Regions from separate parts of the Mus musculus genome. Here all the other regions are linked to region 3. Evidence: chromatin contacts called from public HiChIP or PLAC-seq data. All regions are on one chromosome and are shown on one strand. The core of a region is the stretch at or near the end of the contact, and the rest is flanking DNA. Distances in the headings are between cores, read along the strand shown. Region 1 has its middle 16 kb from the start of Clec2m. Region 2 overlaps Gm38906 (a long non-coding RNA gene). Region 3 holds the start of Cd69 (CD69 antigen).

Region 1 (2,700 bases), core at 106-2,605, 41 kb before region 3:
TTGAGCTTCCTTTGAAGTGGAGTGGTTGCTATGATTATACCTGACAATATGGATCAAATTTTTGAGCCAATTGGCAGAAGTCTGGAATAATTTGGTGGAGAAAACTCACAGTGCAGCAAAGCAGAGCCTAATAATTGCTTATTTGAGTCCTCACAAGACAAGAATGATGAAGGAAATGGGAATAACTGTGACTATGAGGAGGTTCTAGGTGGAAATGAAGATTCTGTTAGAAATTAAACCATTGGCCACATTTTTACACCACAATAAATATTTTGGCGACATTCAACATTCCTGCATGAAGAGGAAAGGTACACATAGAATAAATCTATTTTCTAAGATTTATTTTTATTATTTTAGATTATGTATATGTATATAGACCATTTGTGAGTATGCACATACAGGTGTGGGCGCCCACAGAGGACAAAGGCATCAAATCCCCCTGGAGCTGGAGCTGCAGGTAATTATGAGCTAAGCAACATGGGTGTTGGGAAGTTAAGTTCTTTTAGTAACTGAGCCATCTCTGAAGCCCAACCATCCTCATACCATTTGTGACTTGGTTTTGGTTTTGGTTTGTTTTCTGTTGAAACAGAGTTTCATTATACAGTCAAAGATGGTTTGGAACTACATAACCCATCTGTAATCCTAGGATTACAGTCAGCAGTCGCTAATACCTGTACTATACTCCTTGTAAACTTTCTCATTCTGTCAGCATTCCTTCTAGGCTCCACCCCACAGTTTGAAAATTGTAACAGCCAAGTATGTCTGGCTTACTATGAAAGGGGCTGTTTGCCCCCTCCTCACTCTCTTACCCTCTTACTACTCTTATTCTCTTACTCTCTGCTCCTTCTCTTCCTGCCCTTTCTCCCTCTCTCATCTCCTTCCCCCTCTCTCCACATGTTCCTGGACAACCTCCCTCTCCCTCCCCTTCCCCCTCCTTCTCTCTCTCTCCCTCTTCTTCTTCCTCTTCCTCCTCCTTCCTTCCTCCCTCTCCCTCTCCCTTTCCCTCTCCCTCTCCTTCCCCCTCTCCCTTTCCTTCTCCCTCTCCCTCCCCCCTCTCTCTCCCCCTCTCCTCCCTCCCCTTCCACCTCACCACATTTCTACTAAACATATCCTGACTCTTTCTTTCTTTTTTATAAAACACAACACTGTCTTAAATTAATTCAATTATTGGCTGAATTTGTATATATTTTGTATTAGGGTATTATCTGGTTAGACTTACATATAGTCTCCTTCAGATATGTTTAAATTTTTAATGAATTTTTTTAATGTAAATGCATAAGACCTCCAAAAGTACCCTTCAGTTTTGTGACTTCTTGTTTCTAAGAAAAGAACTTAACTGAACTTCTGATAAATGACATAGCGTTTGTGGTGAAATGAAAAGAGACTGAAGAGGAAACAGCCACATAGGGCAGGGCTTACATCCTCATTCAACCATAAATGAGTTCTGAAATCTTAATGAAAAGTAAAAGGTGAATTTTCCTAAAGCCAGCATAGAAAAAAAAGTTATTCCAATTTTCAAAGATTTTACATATATTAGTTAAAATATGGTTTATTATATAATGGCTTAGCAAACTTTGTTATTTGCTAAGTTAATGCCTACAACCTTAATATAGCCTTGTATAGTTCCATCATTTTGCAAGAACTTTGTAGATAGGATAAGGTATATGAGATGTTTGTATTTAAAAATCAGTCTACAGGAACACATAGCAGGCACACACTGTGGGAGGCTCATCTCTCAGAGTTGGCTCTTAAATATTTTTTGTGAAACATAAGACAATAATGATTTTTTATATTTAACCCAGACAAACAAAAAAGTTCCTATGTTGGCATTAATTTAATATTAGTACACTCTATTGTAGTCTTGGGTGTGAAATGCTCACTTATTCAATCACTGAATCACACACTCTGCTCAGTACAACCATCAGTCAAGTCAATAAACACACACACACCACTTTAGCTATCATAGTCAGATTAAGAAAATTTCCCCTTTTAGTATCTTTTTTGCTATTTCTCTTTAAGACAAAAATTATGATGCATACATTAGAGCCAGTAGAGGCTGCCGATGAGATCATGCCCTTCCTCAGTTCAAGGTTTTTTACCTTAAAATAGACAGGTGATGTTGCTGATGAGATAAATTAAAATCCATGTGTGCTCATCATGTTAAATAGCATTTCTTGTTTTTCGTTTGCCTGAGACATTGGTGATTTCTATAAATGTGATAGGATTCACAGAAAATGTTCACTATCATTTGTATGTTGAAGAATGAAAACATTTAGGGCAATTATCTCCAAGTTCTAGGTTCACAGGATGGAAGAAGTAACTGTTATTGAGGTTTTTAGGTTGAGGAAAGTTCAGCACTCCTCTGTGGCAGCCTTTGGTAATTGCTATCAGGGAGTAAAGATGACATCATCATGCAAAAATGAGCCTTTCACAGGTAACAGCTCACTGTTTGTTAGGCTGTTCCTCAATATTTCTCCTCACTGCAGGTCAAGTTCTCCAGAAAAAAAAAAAAAAAGTCACATGTGGAGATTTGATACAGGATGACAATTTAAAATGGGTTCCTAATACCAACACGCAAGGCCGAGAGAGACAGTTGCAGGCAAATAGAGATGTCCAACATCTCTACTTGCTACTTAACACCATTGGAGGATGAGACGGTGAGTATCATTCAACTTATCTCTATAAAACATAAACATCTTG
Region 2 (2,700 bases), core at 182-2,681, 59 kb after region 3:
ACCGTTCTTTGAACATCTTGCAACATTTTTGCTGAGGAACAGATGTTACAAAAATCATATTGGGTTACTCTGATAATTTAATTCTTTAGCTCTCCAGGGACTGTGTTAAATCTTGCTTTGGAAGACGTATAACTGTCTGAAACTTTCTAATCTATTTTTGTAGAATACACATTGCTTTCACATGGCCCTTAAAATTTTGTTCTGTTGTCTCTGCAGTTATCTGTCTATCTGAAAAAAAAATCCCCTTGGAATCCTTCCTTCCCAGAGTAGAAAAAAAAAGGAGTATAAATCCTTTAAACTCAATCCACTTCAGTCTTTTCTGTCTGTCTCTGAGAAAGCAAATGTAGCAAAAATCAGATACTCAGTTCTGATATTCGAAGAAAGAGGTCTTCATTGCTCTCTAGACTCCTGCTGTTACACCGGAAATGCAAACAGACATTCCAGAGGCTCATGGAATCATAGCCTGTAGGAGAGTACACTAAAGTGTAACCAAAATATACACAAATACAAAGTTATCAAAGTAGAAAAATGTATTCAAAGAAATATGTGCTTGCTGCCACAAGTATTCAGTTAAGACTCAAGGTACAAGTTATAGTCAAGATGTCCAACACACAGGTACTCTTCAGCTCAGCATGACTTAACTTATGACTGTGGACTTTCTGGTAGAACCAAAGTCATGGGCTTCAATTGAAACTACACTTCAAATGCTGGATTTTGAACTCACTCTGTAGACCTGGCCTCGAACTCAGAAATCCTCCTGCCTCTGCCTCCCAAGTGCTGGGATTAAAGGCATATGCCACTACTGCAGGCTAGTAACATGAGGCAGGAACGTTCTCAGGACACTAGGCACTGCAGTTGCACCTCCTCATCAGCCATCTGACCAGCAACAGACACTACACTGTGTGGCTTAGCTATGGTGCTCAGTAGATAAAGTATCCAAATGACATTTTAAACTTATGATGGCTTTAAGGTCAGCATGCTGATCAGATGAAAAACACTGGACTTACTTCAAACAGACTATGAGACATGAATCGTTAGACAGGACAGATTCTTGACACCTCTACTCCACCATCATTCTAGCTTGCATTAGTTTGAAATGTTACTGACTTCATACATAGTGCTAATTTATTCTTCAGCACTCCTAAATATTATATGTATTATCTCCAATAGGATGTCAAAAATGCCTGCAGATATGACCAAAAGGCAGATATGACCAAAAGGCAGATATGACCAAAAGGCAGAACTTCAGTCCAAAGTGATACTATCTGTCGCTTGAACTTGGGGATAAGTTGATAATGCTGTAGATTCTTGGCCTGTATTTAATCTGCTTCATCGGCTCAACATTGTTGCTTGTCAACAGATCACTCAGAAGAGGATCAGCTGCTGATCATACGTCTGACTCAGCTATATCTCATTGCTATGGCTCTTGGCCACAAGATATCTGACTCTGTGTCACCAGCCTAACAGAAGATCACATTGTGCTGCCAAAGCACAGAACACACCCAGCTTCTTGGATTTCATCTGTCTTGCATTTCCTTATGTATCAGTTACAGGAAAAGCAGCAACTGAAATACAGCTCTCAAATGCTCTGGATGGTAAATAAAACAAGGCATATGCTATAATACCCTCTGAGAGAAATGCCCTTGCCCTGGTGTGTGTGTAAGGTCCTACAAGTATGTAGAATATGTCGTTTACCTAGCTTCCATTTACTAAGAATTAGTTGGCTGGCCTATATTTTGAAGGGAGTGACATTTTCTTGGCCAGGCCTTTCTGGCTCATTCCTCTCATAAACAAGCAAAAGGATCTGCTTGTCCAGAATGAGAAAAGTCTTTCTGGATAGTTGTCACTCTTGTGCCTAGGAGACGACTGTCGAGCTTCTATGACCACCTCCTCCTGTCAACTCAGTCTTTGAAGCAATGCAGAGACTATGCTGTGAAGAAAGAACAGTAACTCACAGCACCGATACTAAGGGATACCACTACCCTTGGATTTGGCTTCCATCTGATGGAAAAGAGCTTCAGCCTATAGCTAATAACTGGGATCATTTGAATAGCAAAGAATTTAACACTAGAGAAAATATATTAAGACACTTAATATAAGACAAATTATGACTACCACAGGAAGGAGCATCCTGGGACTAGTCCACCAAACAGACCATGTCTCTCCAAATATATGCATGTGTGTTATGCTGCCACAATGACTAGGTGAGGGGTGTTAGATGACGTGTAGCCACTGGCAAAGGTCTCTTTTGTCTTTATCTCTCCAATTATATGCATGTGTGTTGTGCTGCCACAGTGACTATGCCTTCTAAAGCATAAAGACTAAAGGTGAGCAGTGATTTAGAAGATGCTGTAGCTACTGGCAAAGGTCTCTTTGTTTTTCCCCACCATGTACGCAAGGCTAGCTAGCCTGTAGGCTTTGAAGATTTTCCTGTCTGCCTTCCCTCTCTCCATAGGAGTACTGAGATTTCACATGTATGCTACAGAGGTTGGCTTTACTTAAGTTTGGGGGATTTGAGCTCAGAACTTCATATTCACAGGATAAGCACTCTACCCACTAAGTCATCTCCCTATCCCTTTGTTCTAGTTCCATTGAATATTGGGAACTCTTCCAATTCCTCCCTGGTTTCATCAACAGCCCATTGTTCAAAACAGTGTTGTGTTGTTCTATCTCAGAAGTATGTGTGTGTGTTTCTGAGGC
Region 3 (2,700 bases), core at 177-2,676:
CAACCGAAAGACCTAAAGGCCCTGCAGTGGCAGGCTCCTGGGCACTCCTATGGAATAAGAAGAAGCTCTCTGTTGTAGAGGGAAAGTAATAGAGGAAGTGCCCAGAGGCCAATGTAGAGGTTCTTCTTGGCTGTAAGGTCTTTGGATTTTAAGGAACCTTTATTAGGAAGCCTTTGGTGAGCTGAATGTTCTCAACAAGATGATATGACATACTTAATCTCATCCCAGCTGCTGTGCAGGAAAGATACTGAGAACAAAAAGGCACATTAGGACCAGCATGTACCTGTCTGTGTCTCAAGCAGACAAATCCACCTGCTGGCTCACCTCAGTTGTCTGTGCCGGTACCTTCCAAGCAACCTAAGCATTATATCTTCACAAAGGCAAACCAGACAACTTTACTCCAGGTCCTTTGACAATCTCTCCATTCTCTGCTCTATTCCATATGTCAAATGTAGAGATCATTCCAGAATGTAAGAAATCATGCTTGTAATTTTTTAAGATCCTCACACTTGACTTACCAAAACAGACATTTTCTGCATTTATGTGGTGCTCAATAACTTATCTGAATGAGATGGATATCATGGGAAGATATGTGTATAGGGATCATCTTCCAAATATCCGAGGCCACAGACACCTGAAAAGGACATGGGGAAATAGAAGGAGATATTCTGCAGTGAGACAAAGTAAGTTTGACAGTGGAGGATGACAAGAAAATGAGCAAGGGATGATGAAATAGATAACTGAAGAGAAACAGTTTTAGATCACACCGAGGAAGTTTCAGACCACAAGCTTTCTGTTTCCTGCACTAAAGCAACTCCTGACACTTGAAAGAACTAGTCTCTGGGGAAAAAAGAAGTGAATGCCACACGTTTTAAATCCATAATTAACTAAATAAAACTTGTCCAATTGAGAGAGAGGGAGAGAGAGAGCCACAAAGATAGAGATTTTAAAATCCCTACTCAACAGTACATCTTCTGGCCACCAACAGCACCTGGTACATAATGGGTATTCAATAAATGCCTGTACCTGCCTACATATACAAAGAAACCAATGCAAAGGATTGCATGAAAAAGTTTTACTCTCTCTTCCAGTGCTTTTCCATGTCAAATACAGCAATCTCAAACTTTTAGCTCCTTGTTTAGATTATACCATTTCCTAAGTTATTTGTGTTTTTAAAAGTTTGTGGAAGGATGTCTTCGATTCTGGGAAAATCCCATTTATCTCTTCCTCTTGAAGCTACAGTTGTGAGAAAGCACATTTCAGACAGCAGGGAAAACCCGCAGCTCACCACAACAACACACGGTGAAGTGTCTAGGCCGCTGGAGCATAAATTAAAGAGAACTGGCTGAGTTGAGTGAGTACAGGGTAGGAGGAAGGGGTGGAGCCTAATCGAGTATAAAGGCTGAAATCCTCCGAGATCAAGACACTGAACAAGACAGCTCCAGCTACATCTCTCCGTGGACCACTTGAGAGTCGCCAGGGACCTTGAGGGGAAAAAAATTAAAAAGGATGGATTCTGAAAACTGTTCTATAACGGAAAATAGCTCTTCACATCTGGAGAGAGGGCAGAAGGGTAAGTCATGTGATTTCTTACATTCTGGAATGATCTCTACATTTGATGTGTGGAATAGAGCGGAGAATGGAGAGATTATCAGAGGACTTGGTTATGTTCTGTTTCAATCAGTAAAAGAGAAACTGGGCATAGGTAAATACCTCTCTAGCTATGAGAAGACAAGATACTTGTATGAGAGAGAGCTATATGACTTTCAGATGATCTTGAAAGGACTTTTCCTTTGAATAGATTTGTAACATCTCAACTCGTGGATTTAAATGATAAATGATAAATTGCCTGGCTTGACCTAGTTATTCTCTATAGTTTTCCCATAACCACCATCATCAGTAAGTTTTATCCTTTTCTTTATGAAGAACTCTGTTTTTCACACAAAGAGTTACGTTCTTGCTCTTTCCTTATCCATTTGCCTGCTTTCTGTGTGTATTCCCTCATTAGTGTTCTCCTCATGAATCCTCCAGTGGTTAGCAGCATTCGGGTCTCCAGGCTCAGAGAAAACAGCATTACACACACCTGAACATGTGCAGTGTCATATGGTGATGCATTAGAATGTAACCCTGTCATTAAAATGTCATCTTCTGCAGAGACCTATGGAATCTCCTCCTTACATTTTGTTCTGTCTCTCTCCTCCAATGAATCACTTCAAATTCTATGACTATATATTTTTCTTCCTTTTTACAAAAGCATGATCACCCTTCACATTTCTGTCTCTTCTGTCTGTTTCTATCTGAGTTGTAAGGAGCCCTCCAGCACTTAGCACTTGGGAATGAGAGTTATTTGAAAGCACGAGCGATCCAGTTAATAAAGGGATTTGCTATGACCAACACCGCCAAGATAGTTGGTGAGGAACGAATTATTTTCTGAGTTTCTCTGTCAAGTTGTCTTGTTGTGTAAAAAAATTAAAAATAAAAAATTTTTTAAAAGTCTCAGTTACCTTTAAAATCTCATCCCTTCTTTGAGAGCATGAAGTCAAAAACATAGATATAAAGTCTACAATATTCATTTTTAGATACCTAAGCAACCCATACCTATATGTCTCACTTAAATTTTTTTTAAAAAGCAGATAATAATGAAACTATAATAAATAGTGGAATGAAGGAAAGACCAAATGCAGAAATTCCTGACCTGGC

Evidence for each region. HiChIP or PLAC-seq counts read pairs in DNA pulled down with a chosen protein or histone mark.
Region 1: a contact with region 3 is called in an H3K4me3 HiChIP or PLAC-seq map of the 230-238 cell line, with 127 read pairs. The contact joins the enhancer-like site here to the promoter of Cd69 in region 3. A contact is called at or near these places in 10 of 39 promoter capture datasets (the C10 cell line, the HPC-7 cell line, HPC-7-derived erythroid cells and 6 more), 3 of 15 datasets of contacts at CTCF or cohesin (CD8 T cells, large pre-B cells and pro-B cells), 91 of 484 Hi-C or Micro-C datasets (the 63-12 cell line, B cells, the BV-2 cell line and 58 more), 24 of 115 datasets of contacts at active chromatin or transcription factors (the 230-238 cell line, CD4 single positive thymocytes, CD8 T cells and 16 more) and 4 of 9 other capture datasets (adipose tissue, liver, macrophages and 1 more).
Region 2: a BATF HiChIP or PLAC-seq map of CD8 T cells shows a contact between it and region 3, with 35 read pairs. The contact joins the enhancer-like site here to the promoter of Cd69 in region 3. A contact is called at or near these places in 2 of 39 promoter capture datasets (cranial neural crest and macrophages), 1 of 15 datasets of contacts at CTCF or cohesin (CD8 T cells), 1 of 484 Hi-C or Micro-C datasets (CD4 T cells), 1 of 115 datasets of contacts at active chromatin or transcription factors (CD8 T cells) and 2 of 9 other capture datasets (adipose tissue and liver).

The regions. Positions count from the first base shown.
Region 1 is chr6:129,314,551-129,317,250 of GRCm38.p6, reverse strand. No RefSeq gene overlaps it. Among named protein-coding and RNA genes, the nearest start is that of Clec2m, 16 kb to the left of the region's middle. Within about 2 kb of position 1,355, at least 39 of the 459 cell types and tissues checked have an H3K27ac peak or open chromatin away from gene starts, as enhancers often do. A contact at or near this core is called in the 230-238 cell line, the 63-12 cell line, B cells and 20 more, where this site is marked.
Region 2 is chr6:129,215,197-129,217,896 of GRCm38.p6, reverse strand. All of the region lies in intron 2 of Gm38906 (a long non-coding RNA gene), which reads right to left. Among named protein-coding and RNA genes, the nearest start is that of 2310001H17Rik, 22 kb to the left of the region's middle. Within about 2 kb of position 1,431, at least 117 of the 459 cell types and tissues checked have an H3K27ac peak or open chromatin away from gene starts, as enhancers often do. A contact at or near this core is called in CD8 T cells, adipose tissue and macrophages, where this site is marked.
Region 3 is chr6:129,274,095-129,276,794 of GRCm38.p6, reverse strand. It overlaps Cd69 (CD69 antigen), which reads left to right and starts at 1,426. Exons shown (of 5, transcript NM_001033122.4): 1 at 1,426-1,573. The coding sequence starts at 1,510.